3 separate regions of the Sus scrofa genome follow, and all the other regions are linked to region 2. The links are chromatin contacts, called in public Hi-C maps. All regions are on one chromosome and are shown on one strand. Each heading gives the region's core, a stretch centred on a gene start, on an enhancer-like site or on the middle of the called end of the contact. The rest is flanking DNA. Distances are from core to core; before and after follow the strand shown.

Region 1 (2,700 bases), core at 67-2,566, 33 kb after region 2:
GGGGTGTGTGTGGGTGGGGTGGGGGGGCTCTCATCAAAGCCAGCTCCTAAGAGAGGAGCCCCCTCAGCCCTCTCCCAACCTGGCTCCCTGGGCCCCCTTCTCAGACCTTCCTGCCCCTGAAAGCTCCCCAAGGTAATTCGCTTTTATTGAGTCCTCGCCCCCTCGCCCTCGCCCCTCTCCCGCGCTCCCTGCACCGCTCCGAGGGGCTGTAATCCGGCTCCCCCCTCCCGCCCGTCCTCTCCTCCCCTCCCGCGCGGGTTGTAAAGGAAAATTGCTCCCAACTTACTGGGGTCCAGGTCGGCCTTCTCCTCTTTGTGCTTGCTGCCGGCGAGGGCGTCCGCCTCGGGCGAGGGCAGGGTCTGCGGGGCGCGGTCGCGCAGCTCCCCGGGCGAGCCGTACATGTAGTCCGGGTAGCTGCGGCCGTCGCCCGGGCCGCAGTCGGCGCGGCGCCCGGGGTAGGCGTCCGGCTTGAGGGCGTAGTGACGGCCCCCGGCCGGGAAGCTGGGGAAGGAGACGGCGCCGGACAGCGGCTCGAGCCAAGTCCGCATGTAGCGCGTGTCGGCGCCGAGGTGGGGCTGGGGGCCGTACGGGTGGTAGACCACGGACGACTGCGAGGGCACGGGCGCCCACGACGTGCTGAACACGGCCGGCTTGGGCGCGAAGCTACAGGACGGAAAATCGCTACAGTCCGGCACCAAACCGCTGGGTCTGGCGGCGGCGGGGTGAGCCCCCGTGGCCGGAAACCTGGACGCTAGGAGGTCTTCATTGTCGTGAGAGATGAGCGAGTCCACGTAATAGTTACTGATGGGCCCCGTCGCCGACATCGTAACAGGGTTTTACATACATAAGATTATTGTATGAACTGTATATGTACTTTTTATCTGCTCACAGAACAATCAAGGCAGGTAATTATTTTTCCAGCCTTTTCCCCGCAGCTCATTGGCTCCCCGGCCCCCACGTGATCGTATTTACCCAAAAATACGGCGCGGATCAATGCGCAGGGGCTTTTTTTCCTGGCTTTTTTTTTTTTTTTTCCCTCCCTTCTCCCACCCCCTTCTCTCTGCTGATCCCCGCGACCTGCGTTTTCCTGGGGGTCCGCAACTCTGGACCCAAGGACCCGGCCACCCCCTCAGGACAACTCGCATCTCAGCAGAGCAGCCCCTGGCCCAGGTCCACCCATAGGCAGATGGCCTCCGCCCCCACCCCCGGGAGGATTTCTTAATGGGGTGAAAATGCCAGTCCCCGAAGCCAGGGTTCCGGGACCCCCGGGGCCGAGCTGGGCGCGGGAGCCCCGCAGGGGCGGAGAGACCCGGCGAGGTAGGTGGAGGAACTATTTCTTGACGTAATCCGTCTCTGTCGGCCCCGACGCTCCCGCAGTCTCTGCGCGAGCCGAGATCAGCGATTGTCAGTTCGGAACGTGGCTTTTAAAAATGCGTTTTTAAATAGTGTGTATGTATGTATTTCTTTCAGGAGCTGCAGCAGCAGCGAGGGAGGGAGAGTGGGAGGGGACTGGGGAAGCTGGGGTGGAGGGAGGGAAGGAGGGAAGGGGAGCGTCCTTCTGCCACTGGCCAACTCAGCCCCCCAAATCTGGGGCAGGGGAAGCTTGGGGAAGGTGGTCCACGGGTGGGAGGGGTAGGACCTTGGGACCTCATCCACCTTTGTCACCAGAAGTCCTCTCTTTGCTTTGGCACAGACATGCAAACGCCTGTATTTTAAATTTATTGTCTATATCTATTTATCTTTCTTTGCCAGCCTGAAGAAGTGGAGGAGAGATCTACACAACTTCAGTGGGGCGTACCCATCCTGTCTTCCTGTTCACCCTCCTCTGCCCCCAACTCCATCTCTGAGACCTCCTGCCCCCCCACTTGAAAAAAGAAGTCGCTCGCGGGCTCTGTCTGCAGAGAGCCAGGGTGAGAGCGGGCAAGGCGAAAGAGCGACCTCGGTCGTGGGCAAGTAGCTTGTTTTTACGTCCTTCAATAAAAATTTTATGAGGATCATTTGATTGTTCATAAATGTGTCTTTCATTAAATAAAATTGTAGGCTGTTTTTGGAACGGGAAAAAAGCTACAGAGGAATGGGAGAGAGCAATTTCTTTGGAGTCAGATGCAGGAATTCTGGAGGGGGCAGTGTGATTGTGGGGACGATCACACAACTTGGATTCCTCCCCCCAATAAGTTGGTTGCTACCCTCCTCCTTGAATTTGGGGTTCGCTGCCCAGCCCTCTGCTTTCTAGCAGACTGTCCCGTGGTGGTTTAGCAAAGGTGGGCTTTGGGCAAGCAGGACATTCTCAGTGTAGGTGCAAGAGAGGGGTCAGGGAAGTTGGCTGGGGGCGGGGGAGAAGGGCAGGTGATGTCCCCAGAGACAGATGCGCCCTGGGCATGGTGGAGGGAGTTTGAAGGAGGGGTGCAATTTCAGGGTCAGCAGGGAAGAGTCTAATTTGCGCTAGGGGAAAGAGGCAGGCGCTGAGGCTTAGACACAGGCTCTGAGGCAGCAGGGAAGGGCAAGTCTTCCCAGACCCGAGATGCCTGCCTGCCCTTCTTTCCCACTCCTGTCCCCAGGAGGGGACCAAACGCCAGGGGTGGGGGTGGAGGCTGCTTTTTTTTTTCCTGCATCTCTGTCAACTTGTCTCCTCTGGGGAGAAGAAGGGCTAGAGAGAGGTGTCCCAGAGATTGTAGGATATGTGTTGGGGGGGGGGGGAGT
Region 2 (2,700 bases), core at 101-2,600:
GTTGTTGGCGATTTCTATGCGCCTGCGGCGAGTGAGGTAGCGGTTAAAGTGGAATTCTTTTTCCAGTTCCAGAGTCTGGTAGCGCGTGTAACTGGTTCGGGACCGCTTGCCGTCCGTCTCTGGAACATAAACCCCCCAAGCCAGGAAGGGGTGAATAGCGTGCAGCGCCCCAGCGTCCCGGTCCCAGCCCAGGCCCCCACCCGCGGCCAGAGGGAGACGAGGCGAGCAGGGCAGGACAGGCCCGGCGGGCCGCAGGCGGGCCCGGCCCAGCCCAGCCTGGCCCGGGGAGAGGCGCCTCCGCCCAGGCAGGAAACTTTCCGCCGCAGCCTTCACTCAGCAGCCGGAGGGGCTGAGGGGGTGGGGGGGAGAGGGAGACCCAGGCTCGGACCGAACAATAAGCACCCTCGAGATCCGAGCACCGGGGAGCCCCCTCCCGCCCCTCCCGAGTCGCTGGAATCCTCCGGAGCGGCAAGCGGCGGCCGAGCCGGCTCCGCAGGGGAGGGAGGAGGGACCGCGGGGGGATCCCCGCTCTGGAGCCCCGCGCTCCTCACCCTTCAGATCCCTCTATTTTTTTAACTCCCTCCCTCTCCCCCAAAAATTGAATATTGCCTTTTATACACGTTTTGTTCCTATGATCCAATTATGTCGTCGTAAATTTGGGCGCACACAGCCTCTAAGCCTTTTAGTGGACAGTTTTACGAGCCATTGATGCCTGGATCGTAAAATTTATGGCCGCAGGTTTTTTTTCTTTATTTGCCCCGCATGGCCTATAAAACCCAGGCGGACCCGAGCGCGCAAAATGAAGTCCTAAAGTTTACCGTGGCTCATGTGCAGTTTGGTCATCCACGGGTAAATCTGTGGCGGGGCCGGTGGCTGGCTCAGTCCGGCGGGCTGCCCTGTCTGCGCCTGCTCCTCTTTGATCTCCCCACTGCTCTTAGCTCGCTCCTCCAGCGCTGGGCGAGCCGCCTTCTGACTGTACATCCCGGGGTTCAGAGGAGCCGCTTCATCTCTGCCCAGAGCGTGTCCCGGAGCGGCCGCGGCGCTGCAGGCGGGGCGGTCGGGGTGAGCCCGGGGGTTGGCAGCCATGTCTACCCCGTGGAGAGAGTTGGAAGGCGCAGGCGGTGGGAAAGTGATGCTTAAGTCCAATCCGCCGTAGCAGTACCTGGATGCCTGCACCTCTGAGGCCGATCCATAGTTCCCACAAGTTTGCATGTTATAGGCAGGGATATTGGGGCTCTGCTTATAGAATGAATTGGCTACGTAGGAGCTCATGGCGGGGAGGGCCCAAAAAAAATTTCTGCACCCTTTTTGATTAAGGGTGATTTGTGACTCTTTGAAGTTGAGGGGTTTTTTGTTCTCCAAAGTGCACAATTTATAGGTGGAGATATCTCTTTCTTTATCCTATGCGCTCTTCCCAAATAAGGGAGCCTTAAATAGAGTCACGTGACTCGAGCGGCCACTCATAAATTTGGCTTGATGACCTCCGGGAGGTTAGTGATGGAAGCCGGCGAAACGCATCTTGATATGTTGGCAAAGCCCAACCAAGGGGGTGAGGGAGTGAGAGTGAGAGAGAGAGAGAGAGAGAGAGAGAGAGAGAGAGAAAGGGAGAGAAGGGGGAGGAAAAAAAAAATGGTTCTTGGAATTGGGGGGTAGCCGGGACAACGAGCCCACAGCGACACCTGGTGCCTACTTCGAGGAATTGCAGCCTGGCTCTCTGGCTGGCCTTCAGGCCTTGGCTTTTTCTCCTGTGAAGAGGCTGGGTGTTGATGCAACAAACCCCTGAAATGGCCTTTTAAATTATATTTAATTTTAAGGGGAGATGAAGCTTCACTAGGATGTACAGAGAGGTTTTTTTGGTAACAGATAGCCCTGTCCTCCAGAACCTCAAGGTCTTTCAGTGTTCAAAATGGCTGAAGGAAGGGGTTTGGGGTAGGGAGGCCCCCCTGCCCTGGCTGGAGGGGGTTTATCTCAGGTTTGCTAAACCAAGGGTGGGGATCCCTTCCCTTGGAGGCCCCAGGGCCCTGTTACTGCTGAAGGGGTTGCCTGTCAGCTTGGGAAAGTGAACCCAGCCTCTGGAGTGGTAGACAGGATCCCCAGGAGGAGGGGTCCTGGGTAGGCAGAACTAGAGAGGACAAGAGTGCTGGGGCCTCTGGGATGAGCCTGGAGGTGAGGAGCCAGGGGAAGATGACTAGGCCTCCTCATCAAGCCAGGGAGTCCAGAGTGGCAACAAGGCAATTTTCAATTTGGGTGGGTGGCAGGGGTGGGTGGCAGAGGTAGCTGGGTGGCTAAAGAAACAGAGACACCATGGGCTGGGGAACTGCTCTGCATCCCTGTGTATGACCCTCATGTGGTACCTATGCCAGGTATTTTGCATGGAAAATAGATGTTAACTGACAGCCTGGAGAAGCAAAATCCAGGCCTCCACAAATGTGACAAGAACAGGACAGAGGAAGAGGCCTGTTTTGTGCCTTTGGGGGAAAAGGCCTCTGAACCAGGCTTTCTAGGGACCTGGACCCAGAAGGGTGTCACAGGAGAGCAATTTCTGAGCTCTTTGGAGGTGCAGAAAGGACCTGGCTAGGGCCGACAGGGCTGGGGGTGGGCAGGGCAGGTGCCTGGGCCACCTTTACAGGCTGCGACAAGGGGCTCCCACAGCCTTTCTGACCCCTTCCCTAGCCCCAAGTCTGATTCTTTCCTGCCTGC
Region 3 (2,700 bases), core at 20-2,519, 45 kb before region 2:
GGGCATCGGCTGGCGACCTCGCTCGGTTTCAGCCTCCCGGGCCCGGCCTGCGGTCCCCTTCTCCCCAGCAGCCGCCGCGCCCTTTCTGCTCTCTCGGCGGCTCCGATGCCCGGCGGGCCGGGGGCTTCCCTGGTGCGAGGATTTGGGGCCTACGACGAGGGACAATGACTCAAGCCAGCTTCTGCTTCATTTTTTCTCCCCTAGGCCTCTCCCCTTGCCCGAGCTCTCAGCCGCCACCAGGAGACTGACACGGAAGGGGCTTCTGGGCCGCCCCCCACCAACTCCTGCCTGGTTTCCCAAACTTCAGCGACCTCCAGCCCTCTTTGGGTGGAAAATAGCAGGGCCCAGGCACCTCTTCTTCTTGTCATTTGTGACCCGTGCTCTCATCAGGAATATCTTACAAAGAAGGAGAGGAAGAAAGGTTGGCTAGAGCCCTGTTTATATCTAGTTCTGCAGATCCCTTCACATCTGGAGAGTTTATTTATAACTCCCACTATAACTCTCTCTGTTTGGAGGCACTGGTGGCTCTATTGACAGACTGATGTCTAGAAAATATTGCTCTATCTCTAACCATATCTAAATGTGCTGCGGTTGTATGTACAGATTTATGCTCGAGGGAAATATAATTATTTCCATTGTATTTGTGCATATACAATAGTTATAGGAGCAGATTTATATATGGGAAAATATATGACTCTCTTATAGCCATCCAGCTTTATGGACATTTGATATCCTGACAGATTTATAGCTCTGAGCAGCTATATAGATAAATGCATATCGTGGAAATTATGTATCAGGAGATATATACTTATTGATTGTGATATAGAGTAGTTAGAGCATTCACTTAGCGCCCTATATGGCTATGGAGTTGTTTCTATATTATTATCACTATATATAGGCATATCTATTTATAATGACATAGTTATAAAAATAGACATAAGTAATTATAGTCCTATATGTACATGCTGCTATCTTGCTAGAGTTATAGACCCTTGTGCGTATAACTCTGTAGGGATATCTGTATGTATATAAGGGTGTAATTATCTCATGATGTGTGTGTCCTGGGGCTTAGGCCAGTCTGTCTCTGTTCAGGCATATTTATATGCAGGGGCTGGGAGAGACTTGTTCACGGAAATGTTTTCAGAGGGCCACCTCAGAGGCTGTATCTGGCCATCTAGGAAACCAGAGTTCTTTGCTTCACGGAGGGCTGGAGTTACCAAGGGGTGAACAGAGCCTAGGAAGCCTCCCGGGAGAGGAGGCAGAAGGTAGGAGATGGGGACCGGGAACAGATAGTTAAGGGGGAAAGAGGTGAAAAACGTGGGGACCGCAGAAGGCAGAACCGGTTTTGTGAGAGGCTGCAGCTTAAGGAAGGGGAGGCAGTGAAAGTCTGAGAACCCAGATACACTCTCCACCCTCCACCGAGGGAGAGGGCAGACCTTAAAGGGCCTTCAGTGTGGCGTTTAGGACACCACAAGTCAGCTCTGGCCTATCCTACGCCTGGTGCAATTTCTCTTGAACCCTAATCTTGGGATCTCAAAGGGTGAGCTTTAGGGGTGAAGAAACATAGGAGGGACAGGGCAGGAAGAGGGGGGCACTTTCACCACCTCTGCTCTCTGGTAACAGGGCCAGGAAATCAGGGTAACATGACCCTACAAAGCTTGTTTTCGCCTGGGCTTCCTGTGCCCCCAGAAAGTCTGGTGGATTCAGGGGTGAATTTTCCAGTATGGGGCCTATTCTGATGGGAGTTTGGGGAGAACCCCTCCTTCTCTTCTCGGAGGCCCGGGCTTCGAGGGTCTAATTCTGCAACTGGGCCACTTCCTCTCTGTTGTTTCCCAAATTGGGGTTTCCTGGAAGCCCCCTCCAGCTCCCTAAATGCCCTGCCTTGGGCTTTTAGGGGAGAATTGGACCTTAATGAGCAAGAATGTGAACCTGAACCTCTATCCCGCACTCCTCCCACTCCCATCAACTGGCTGTCCTGCTAGCCCCCTTCCAGGCGCCACTGAGTCCAGGCTCCACAACTGTCTCCAGCCATCAGCTACCCCCCCCCCCGGGGGGGCGGACATTGCAGGGGGAGAGAGAGACACCCTCAACCCCATTTGTTTTTTTCTTTTTCTTTTTTTTTTTTAACCAGGGAGCCACAGGCATCTTTGCTGAACATTTTGCCAAGAGTTTCTCTGCTCTTAGTTTCAGAGGCCAGCTGGGCTTCCAGGATCTCTGGGATGCAGGAAAGGGAGTAGAGACCCCTCGGCTGGGGTTAAAAGCCAAACGCCAGCCCCCATACAACTCTGCTCTCTGGATTGGAGTGCCAGGGCAGGGACTCTATCTGCTGCCTGGCACAGAGGAGTTGCCCAATACATACTTGTTGCAGGAAACTGAGTGGCAATCAATGCAAAAGCTTTTGGCAGAGGGAGCCTCACCCTTCATGGCCTGCCCAGGCTAGCAGGCATCTGAGTACCCAGGCTGGAGCTGGGCAGGGGGATCGCGTGGCTGGTGGCTGCAGACAGCTCTGGTAGGAGAGTAGCCTGAGCCCAGAGGTGGGGGGTTAGAGGATGGAGCCAGGAAATGGGGGAGGGGGCAAAGCAGGCTCAGTTCCCCACCCTCAGTCTCCAGGCTCCCCAGACTCCCAAGGATAGGAAAACTAAACCAGAGCGGAGCCCTGGGATGGGATGGAGTTGCCTGTGGGCCTGAGGGGCTCAAAGA

The links. Hi-C and Micro-C count contacts between places; a contact is called where the count stands out from the background.
Region 1: a contact with region 2 is called in a Hi-C map of skeletal muscle, with 4 times the contacts expected there. The contact joins the promoter of HOXC9 here to the promoter of HOXC5 in region 2. A contact is called at or near these places in 10 of 47 Hi-C or Micro-C datasets (embryonic fibroblasts, fetal skeletal muscle, liver and 3 more) and 1 of 2 datasets of contacts at active chromatin or transcription factors (skeletal muscle).
Region 3: a contact with region 2 is called in a Hi-C map of retroperitoneal adipose tissue, with 1.7 times the contacts expected there. The contact joins the enhancer-like site here to the promoter of HOXC5 in region 2. A contact is called at or near these places in 8 of 47 Hi-C or Micro-C datasets (adipose tissue, embryonic fibroblasts, epiblast stem cells and 4 more) and 1 of 2 datasets of contacts at active chromatin or transcription factors (skeletal muscle).

The regions. Positions count from the first base shown.
Region 1 is chr5:19,211,106-19,213,805 of Sscrofa11.1, reverse strand. HOXC9 (homeobox protein Hox-C9) reads right to left here and starts at 1,316. Exons shown (of 2, transcript XM_021091731.1): 1 at 287-1,316. The coding sequence starts at 824.
Region 2 is chr5:19,244,507-19,247,206 of Sscrofa11.1, reverse strand. HOXC5 (homeobox protein Hox-C5) reads right to left here and starts at 1,350. Exons shown (of 2, transcript XM_003126202.3): 1 at 819-1,350; 2 at 1-119. The coding sequence starts at 1,272. It overlaps MIR615 (microRNA 615), which reads right to left and starts at 444; the gene lies at 357-444.
Region 3 is chr5:19,289,565-19,292,264 of Sscrofa11.1, reverse strand. LOC102159203 (a long non-coding RNA gene) reads left to right here. Exons shown (of 2, transcript XR_303394.3): 2 at 205-712. Among named protein-coding and RNA genes, the nearest start is that of HOXC4, 41 kb to the right of the region's middle. Within about 2 kb of position 1,269, at least 6 of the 83 cell types and tissues checked have an H3K27ac peak or open chromatin away from gene starts, as enhancers often do. A contact at or near this core is called in retroperitoneal adipose tissue and subcutaneous adipose tissue, where this site is marked.